Linked DNA regions of Mus musculus: all the other regions are linked to region 1. A link is a contact called in public HiChIP or PLAC-seq data. All regions are on one chromosome and are shown on one strand. The core of a region is the stretch at or near the end of the contact, and the rest is flanking DNA. Distances in the headings are between cores, read along the strand shown.

The links. HiChIP or PLAC-seq counts read pairs in DNA pulled down with a chosen protein or histone mark.
Region 2: a contact with region 1 is called in an H3K27ac HiChIP or PLAC-seq map of embryonic stem cells, with 9 read pairs. The contact joins two enhancer-like sites. A contact is called at or near these places in 1 of 15 datasets of contacts at CTCF or cohesin (the NIH/3T3 cell line), 2 of 484 Hi-C or Micro-C datasets (bone marrow-derived macrophages and embryonic stem cells) and 3 of 115 datasets of contacts at active chromatin or transcription factors (the NIH/3T3 cell line and embryonic stem cells).
Region 3: a contact with region 1 is called in an H3K27ac HiChIP or PLAC-seq map of embryonic stem cells, with 31 read pairs. The contact joins two enhancer-like sites. A contact is called at or near these places in 2 of 484 Hi-C or Micro-C datasets (embryonic stem cells and nephron progenitors) and 6 of 115 datasets of contacts at active chromatin or transcription factors (embryonic stem cells and epiblast stem cells).

Annotation. Positions count from the first base shown.
Region 1 is chr2:77,335,558-77,338,402 of GRCm38.p6, forward strand. It overlaps the pseudogene Gm13649. Among named protein-coding and RNA genes, the nearest start is that of Gm35317, 13 kb to the left of the region's middle. Within about 2 kb of position 1,449, at least 22 of the 459 cell types and tissues checked have an H3K27ac peak or open chromatin away from gene starts, as enhancers often do. A contact at or near this core is called in embryonic stem cells and epiblast stem cells, where this site is marked.
Region 2 is chr2:77,114,730-77,117,574 of GRCm38.p6, forward strand. The region is part of intron 5 of Ccdc141 (coiled-coil domain containing 141); the gene reads right to left. Among named protein-coding and RNA genes, the nearest start is that of Gm39862, 45 kb to the left of the region's middle. Within about 2 kb of position 1,477, at least 5 of the 459 cell types and tissues checked have an H3K27ac peak or open chromatin away from gene starts, as enhancers often do. A contact at or near this core is called in embryonic stem cells, where this site is marked.
Region 3 is chr2:77,145,488-77,148,332 of GRCm38.p6, forward strand. All of the region lies in intron 2 of Ccdc141 (coiled-coil domain containing 141), which reads right to left. Among named protein-coding and RNA genes, the nearest start is that of Gm39861, 17 kb to the right of the region's middle. Within about 2 kb of position 1,419, at least 16 of the 459 cell types and tissues checked have an H3K27ac peak or open chromatin away from gene starts, as enhancers often do. A contact at or near this core is called in embryonic stem cells and epiblast stem cells, where this site is marked.

The DNA.
Region 1 (2,845 bases), core at 199-2,698:
CAAGTTCCAACTGAACCTGTATGAGCTGAAAGAAGGTCGGCAGATCAAGCCTTACACCCTCATGAGCATGGGTAGCCAACCTCCTGTATGAGAAGCGGTTTGGTACCTACTACACAGAGCCTGTCACTGCTGGCCTGGACCCAAAGACTTTTAAGCCCTTCATTTGCTCTCTGGACCTCATTGACTGTCCCATGGTGACTGATGACTTCGTAGTCAGTGGTACCTGCTCTGAACAAATGTATGGGATGTGTTAGTCTCTCTGGGAGCCCAACATGGATCCAGAACACCTATCTGAAACCATTTTTCAGGCCATGCTGAATGCAGTGGACCGGGATGCTGTGTCAGGCATGGGTATCATTGAGAAAGACAAGATTACCACCAGGACGCTGAATGCCTGGATGGACTAACCTGTGCTCTGGTCCCATCTCCCTTTTGTTGATTTTTTTTTTTTTTTTTTGCTAGATAAATAATGACTCCATATTTATTTGAAAATGTACCAATACATTTTCTTAATTTCTCTTTTAATCTTCAGGGATGTTGTAGGATCAATATGGCCTCCTCATGACAGGTACCATGGTATAAAACTAAAAACCCACGGAACACAGGAAGTGCTGCTGTGGTTGGATGTTGAAGTTCTTTCAATGAGTCCATAACTCTGGACCTCTCCTTTTTCTATCATTAAAAAAGATTAGTTTTAAGAAGAAATTTGAAAAACAAAGCATTCTTTATACATTGTGTTGGGTAGACACTAGTGCCAAATAGCACTTTATATAAAAGTTTGAATTCCTTAGAATAAAAGAAAAATGAAAATTCTGTGCTCATCTCAGTAGCTTCAAGATTCCCCAGGTCCATGGTGACCATAGCTACTTCCAATGGGACAGTACAGACAGAAAATATGCTTAGTCTCTAAAATGCCAATTAAACAACTCTAGTTCACTACAGCATTTTAGCTCCCGAGTAACTGAAAATTTGTCTAAAACAGAACTTCCCACACTACTCGCAAATATTCTTATTTTTACACATTTGTATGTTACAGTTAATATTTTCTTACTTTTTAATAAAATCGCTTTTCTTTCAAAAAAAAATAAAACAAAAGCATTGTCCTTAGGCTGTGGCAAAAACTATCTAAATTCTGGACTAGGTTGGGCTAGATCTCAGACCTTATCTCTAAGCAGCACCAATACAGTACTTTAGCTGCCCACAGCCACAGGAACCAGGCTCCTGAGAGGGAGGCTGGGGCTGCATGAGAGAAAATGGCGAGAGGAATAATGAGACCAAGACAAAGATACTGATCAAGACCCAAAGTTTACTTAAGAGTCTGAGCTTATAAGGGGGGTGGGGTGGTGGAATCCCATCCCCCACCACATAAGGATAGTGTCAGGAGAACAGGTTCAGCCTCTTAGCAGGTATCAGGTGTCTTGGAGAAAAGAGCAGAGGTGGCAGAACAATAGACCTATCTAGGTGTGAAGACTCCACCCTAGGTGGTCTTATTCACAGCAGCCGAACAGGTCTGAGACAGCCTGCTCAAGGCTGGGGGGAGGCTACATAGTAATATTGATACAGGTTAAATGAATCTGACTAACTCTTAGCTCTGAGAAAATGATACGGATAATTTGAAAATAATTTTATTATATAACAGCTAATGGAAAGAAAATTATAATTAGGTTGTTTTGGGCAGTTGATTTTTTTTTTTTTTTTTGACTTAAACTGTTCCTGATGTCTAAATTCTGAGATGTAGCTAGGTTTAGTAAAGGTCTGCAACATTATCTACCAAACATCCTCACTACTTCCCCTCATTCCCCTATACCCTGCCAGGGTGAACCCAGATCAGGCATGGTAGTCCAGTCACTCGGACTAGTAACTGTCACTAGAACTGTCCTTGGACGCTAAGTGGGAGGAGTCTGCCTCTCTCCTTTGGAAGTGAATTTGAACCATGTGGCCTTAGAGCAGCTGCAACCATCTTGTGATGCCAGATGCCATTCTGGTGTCTCACAGGAAACAGACTCAAAGGATTGCCTTTTAAGAGTTTATGACTTGAAAGAGACTTGTGCCTTCCCCATTCATCAGGATTTTAGCATTTTGAACCCCAAATCCCAGATATGGGTTAGTTTTTGCTATTTGCACCCACAGGCGTTTCAGTGGGTATGAATTAAAGTGCAAGTTGAGTATCTACAAACTTCCCATAGTTCATATGACCTTTCATGAAGGCCAGCCATCATTTAGGCTCTCATTCCAGGGCACTGTTGCACGTCCAACAGGTGTCTAAGTGTTCTGGAAATCTCCAAGCAGGGACTCCTTTGCCAAGGTCCACCCTTGGCTAAGTCATGATCTTGAGGAAGGAATGCTTGAGAGTGGTGAAATAAATGACTTGAAGTAAAATCAAGGGTCCAAGCCAACAGCTTATCTCAGTCAGTCTGCTTACACAGCTTTCTTGTTATTCTAAAACTTCTCTGAATAGCTCAACATTTGCATATCAAAAGCCCAGTCTTTTTATTTATACATTAATTCAGCCACTACCCCACGTTCCCTTTTGATTATCCCATGAATCAGCATCCTGTGACTCCAGAAAGAGACCAAAAACACCTGAAATTACCATTCCTACCTTGCCTGGGTCTTGATCTCAACTCCTTCTGTCCCAGGATGACCTTGAACTCAGGAATCTACCTGCCTTTGTAAGCATAGCTGGGTGGGATCTTGCCCTGCAATCACCACTCCCATAATCTCTTTATCTCCTTCCTTAACATCATCCTGACAAGATTGTGCGGCTGCCTCTGATACTTTAGATCTGTGATGATCCTTATACAATCCATAGGGCATCCTGATATTTTGGATAGTTGAGAAATTA
Region 2 (2,845 bases), core at 227-2,726, 220 kb before region 1:
CCCTCAAATTGCGGGGTCGTTTGTTTATTTTTGTTTCTAGGTAGGCTCTTTAACTACACCTACTTGATAGAAAGCTGCATAGTCCAATGAATAAAAAGTCTCTAGATCTGAATATTACTTTCAATAATAACTCTAGCTCATTGTGGGGAAATTCAGAGCAATGGAAAAATCTCTTTATTGAGGAAAGGGGATAGAGTCCTATACAATGTGAATCACAGGGCTAAAGGTACCTAATACATAGTACTCCAGACACAACTCAGTTCCACTTTGTGCTGGATAGTTTATGTCAACTTGACACAAGCTAACACCATCTGAGAGGAGGGAACCTCATTTAAGAAAATGTGTTCTTGCTGGGCGTGGTGGCGCACACCTTTAATCCCAGCACTTGGGAGGCAGAGGCAGGCAGATTTCTGAGTTCAAGGCCAGCCTGGTCTACAAAGCGAGTTCCAGGACAGCAAGGGCTATACAGAAAAACCTGTCTCGAAAATCAAACAAACAAACAAATGCCTTCTTTCTTACAGGCAAGCCTATGTTATTAATTTGTGATTGATGGGAGAGGGCCCAACCTATTTTAGGTAGTACCATTCCTGGGCTGGTGGTCCTGAATTCTATAAGAAAACAGGCTGAGCAAGTCATGGGGAGCAAGCCAGCAAATAGTACCCCTCCATGGCCTCTGCATCAGCACCTGTATCCAGATTCCTGCCCTGCTTTGAGTTCCTGCCCTGATTTATTTCGATGATGAACAGTGATATGGAAGTATAAGCCAAATAAGCCCCTTCCTCCCCAAGTTGTTTTAGTCATGTTTGTCACAGCAATGTAACTGTAACTAAGACACACTCTTAGGAACCTGGAAGTCCAACTGCACCCCTGTGTGGAGATAGAGAGACAATAGAACTAAGACCACAGCTTGACTCTCACATCACCGTCCCTATTCCTAAGCTAGACAATTTGATGGATTTCATATACAGCTTTACTTCTAACCGTAGTTGTTAGAAGAACTTCCCCATCGCAAATATACACACCCCAAATGGAACTACTATAATAATATACTGTAAACAGTGTTAAAGTTTTGGGTTATTTACTTCTGGAATTTTTCATTTAATATTTTGCAGCACGACTGAATATGAGTAATCCATGAAAGTGACCAAATGAATTTAATGAACTTATGGTCAAACATAACAAGTATAATAAGTGAGCTAAAGAACTAGCCCAAAGGCAGACAAAGTTCAGAAGGTTGGATGAGAAGACCACGCCCCACCATTGGTTTACAGATTTGAATGAGAAGACCACGCCCCACCATTGGTTTACAGATTTGAATGAGAAGACCACACCCCACCATTGGTTTACAGATTTGAATGAGAAGACCACACCCCACCATTGGTTTACAGATTTGAATGAGAAGACCACACCCCACCATTGGTTTGAGTATTGAAGGCTTCCTTCCCAGGAGGTGAAGGATCAGGAGATGTGATCTTGTTGGAGGAGGTATGTCACCTGGGATGGGCTTTGAGGTTTCAAAAGCCAGGGCCAGGGCCACCTCTATTCCCCCTCTAGTTTCTATGAATCAGAAGTAAGCTCTCAGCTACTACTCTAGCACTATCCCTGCCTGTGGTCACGATCCCCTCCCATAACGGCCATGAACTCGCCATCTGAAGCTGTAAGCAAGCCCCAATTAAAGGCTTTCTTTTATAAGCTTCTCTGGTTGTGGTGCCTCTTCACAGCACTAGAAGTTGATTTTTAACTACTTTGCAGAGAAGGATGAGTTTTGAACTAGGCCGGATGCCCAGCTGCTCCTGTTCTCTTGCACATAGGGTGAGGCTAACACATCCAGCAGTTTAGACACGAGCTGGGATCTGGCTAAAATACAGCTTCGTGCCAGCTCTTACTGTAGCTCGAAAATGACAGAGTGAACACGTGAAGATTTGCTCTAAACACTATGTACTTCATATATTTTCACACATAATTATGGCTTTATTTTTGTAAGAAATGGATAGATAGCTACCATTATTAGCCTCATTTTACACAAAGAAAAGTAGTACACAGAGACTAATAACCTTGGTAGTAAGTATAAAAGCCTAGAAAGGTATCCGTGCCCTCTGCCCCAGAATCCCTGTGCTGTAGCCCTTGACCACACTGAAAGCAATGATGATCAGCATGCATTCTAATCAGCAAACACCTATCGCTTTCAGAACTACAAGCTTCTCCTATAAACATTACGATACTTTACATTTCCTGCTAACAAGGAATTAAAAAAGAATTCCAGACGTAGCCAATGTGCCAAAATAAAAGTCTATGATAAGTTTTAAACTACATATGGATTGTTATTTATGTCTGCTATTGGACCAAACTCTCAGATTCCAATATCACCAAGCTAATTATAACTCTCCCCCACACCCCCTATTTTTGCCTTATATACAGCCTTTATGTATTTAAAGAATAATTTTTTTATGCTTCTTAACCCTGCCTATGCTGTGTCATATTAACTTAAGCTGGTCATTCATTCAGACTCTAAAGTAAATGAGAAAGCAGCGGCATGTGCCAGAAAACACACAAATAAACACAAGTGTGTGTTCATACACAAACAAGACTTGCGGATGCCTCATAGGCACAAGACTCCACGCATCGAAGCTACGCATCCACAGGGCATCTCAGACGCCATCTTGGCTGCAGCTAATAGGGAAGATAGTGTCTGATAATGGCTGCACTCTCCTCAATTTATGAACCATAAAACCTTCCCAGTGAATTCTGTTACCCTCCCCGCCCTGCAAAAACTTACACAAATATACATAGGTGCACCCTGGGTATTAAAAGCAGAGTGCCTGCCCCATCTTAATTCTCCTAGATG
Region 3 (2,845 bases), core at 169-2,668, 190 kb before region 1:
ACTGTTACACACAGAGACTGCTGCTCAGCACTGAATATTTCTATTTTTTGTGAAAGTAATTCCACTTTAACTATAGACTCTTCGCGTCATATAGAAAAGTATTTAGCAGCACACAGGAAAGCAAAGTTACTGATAAGCTATTATGTACCATTTTTTTTCCTTTCTATCCTCTTTACACCTTGCCTCATATCAAAAGTAGAATGAATCTTCTCCAGTAGAAGATCATACTTTCATAATCAATATTGATTATAATGGACATTCAAATAGATCAGGACAGCTCTCGATTGGGAGGATGATTTGAATAGGTCTGATATGAGAAATGGCTTCATATTGACTAGCAATGAAGACATTCTTCCTCTCCCAGTTAGAATCCAGAGTTCCTTAGATGGCAACTCCAAGCTGCAAATGCCAGTAGACATTCTCCTTCTCTTCAACCATCCAAGAAGCTTAAAAGCTCAAAGCTGAAGGCATCACTTTTATATAGTTGAGTTGCTGAGTTCTGTATCATTCTGTGATGGTCTCACACATGTACTCTCAATTATACCCCAGCCCCTAAGAACCTGCACACTAGCATATGCCATGCTAGGCCAGGCTTAGGGCAGACTTTCAGGTTGGAAAATAAGAAGTCCTTATCTCTCTTTCCATAGCATCAAATGCTCTGTCTCCATATGATGAGACCTCTTTGTCCAGCTTGTTCAGGAAGCTCTGGGACAGAACATGATAGAAAGACCACGACAAACTAGGTTGAATTCTCAGATGACAGAAGCTAAGAAGCCCCTTAATATCTCTGAGGTTTGGTTCCCTCTCCTGGAAAAGACCCCTGATCATATTGCTCTTTATTGTGTAACCAAAATGATAGAATGTTCAAGAAAGCAGTCTCAGCATTGACTCTGGCTGCTGCTTCTGTACTCTTTCCTCCTGCTTCGCTGGTAAGACTTCAGGGGGTACTGCCTGGGCATGTACAGTGTTTGCTTATAGATCAAGGTTTTGGCGCTTTCTGGCGGCAGCTGCAGAAGCTTTAACTGTTGTAGAATAAATAAGCAAATGCATGGTGGTTCAGGGCAGTGAGGAAGAGCCTGAGAGTCTTGACAAATTCTTCCCACATGCTGGCAGATGTTAGCAATGCTACTACAGAGAAAGCTTAAATTTGAGGACTTTATTTCTTTAAACATATACATTACTATCTCCACTCTTTTAAATGGAAGCCAGCTTTGGTTTAAAAAAAAAATGACTTGAAGGTCACAGTGTTCCCACCCTGCCACAGAAGAGATAAAGGGATGCATGCATCCTTCCCTCCCACTATCAGAGTTCTGAAACAAAAGAACCCAAGGAATTAAAAGTTCCCCACACATCTCATGCTCTGGGAAGAAGAATCAAAAGAAGGGATTCCACCGAGTTCAGGAGACTATAGTGGTTGGCTGGACAGCCATAAGTCAATGATGGGCAGGACCAATGGTCATCCAGGCTCTCAGGTATGCGCACCTTTTACCCTTTGTTCAAACCTACATCTTATGCCAGTGTCCCCTGAAGATAGACATGGGGGTCATTCATTCGACCCCTTGAATCACTTCTTTTCCCAGTCTTTGGCCTGTTGTGGATAGCCCTGGGGCTAATTATATTTGATGTTAATTCTGTTATCCTGTGAGTGGCTGCAAGCAAGGAATGAGTCAGCACTCAGGTAATTTCCTGTAAACCTGCTTCCCTCCTTAATTTGTAAAATAAAGGAGATCTGATGATTGGGCAGACAAAAGGGAGGGTGGAGCTGAAAGGAGGGGGAGAAGAAGGAGAAAATGCAGAAGAGGAGGAAGAAGAAAAGTGGAGCAGAAGCACATGGCCCGGAGAAACCACAAGTTCTAAGGGGTCTCATAAGCTGTGGAAAATGGTAGTGTAGTGGTAGATCTGCCCAGTCTAGGCACACAGCATGAATTCATATTAACTGAGTTGTATTTTCATTGCTAGGGCATATTTGGGTTGGAGATTTACCACAACAATGGCCACATTGGCTATATCACCTTTCTCTGGCTTTTGCCATTACATATGTTTTTAGTTTGGGTATGGTGGATTGTGGCTGAGCCTAGCTTGTTGGTGCTGCCAGGGTGAACAAGCTTTTTCCCTAAAATTTCTGGTAACATGGAGGCAGAATAAGAGGAGAGTGGGGAAAAGGCAACAGAAGTGTGTGTTTCTCTACTCAGAGTCAGAGTCCTTTCTTGATAATCGGAAAGAATGACTCTGATAGTGGAATGTGTGGCTCAGAATGAGCCTGGATAGAAACCCAGGAGGACGTAAACACAGGGGAGGTACCTCTCTAATTCACCCCAAATCACACTGAGGCTACTGCTTACTAACTCTTACATATTATATAATCACTGAGCCTCAGGTTTTCACAGTTGGAAAATACGCATTAAGATTGCTTTCCTCTTAGTACTGTTAAAATGAGATGTCACATGGTCAGGTGTGTGCCGCATCACTTAGCACAGTTCAGCTATCCATAAGTCAGCGACATAGCATTATCACAGTTATTAACAGTGATGAAAATATAAGTCTATTAAGAGTTATATTTGGAGTTATACATGGAAATCACAGGATTCCTCTTACAGGAGACCTATGCTTTCCATTGTTCCTTCTGTCCCTTAGACCTTCATTTGTAAGACACACTGAATTTGAGTGCAAATCCTATATGCAGACAACTTGCTGACTTCAAAATATTGAAGAATGAGAAATAACACACCATCTCTTGATTCTGGCTATAAAAACCTATTATGTATGGCTGGTTGGTGGTAGTCACCCCACTCCCTATTTGTAAGGCTGCCCCTAAACTGTACTGGCACACGACACAAATGTCTGA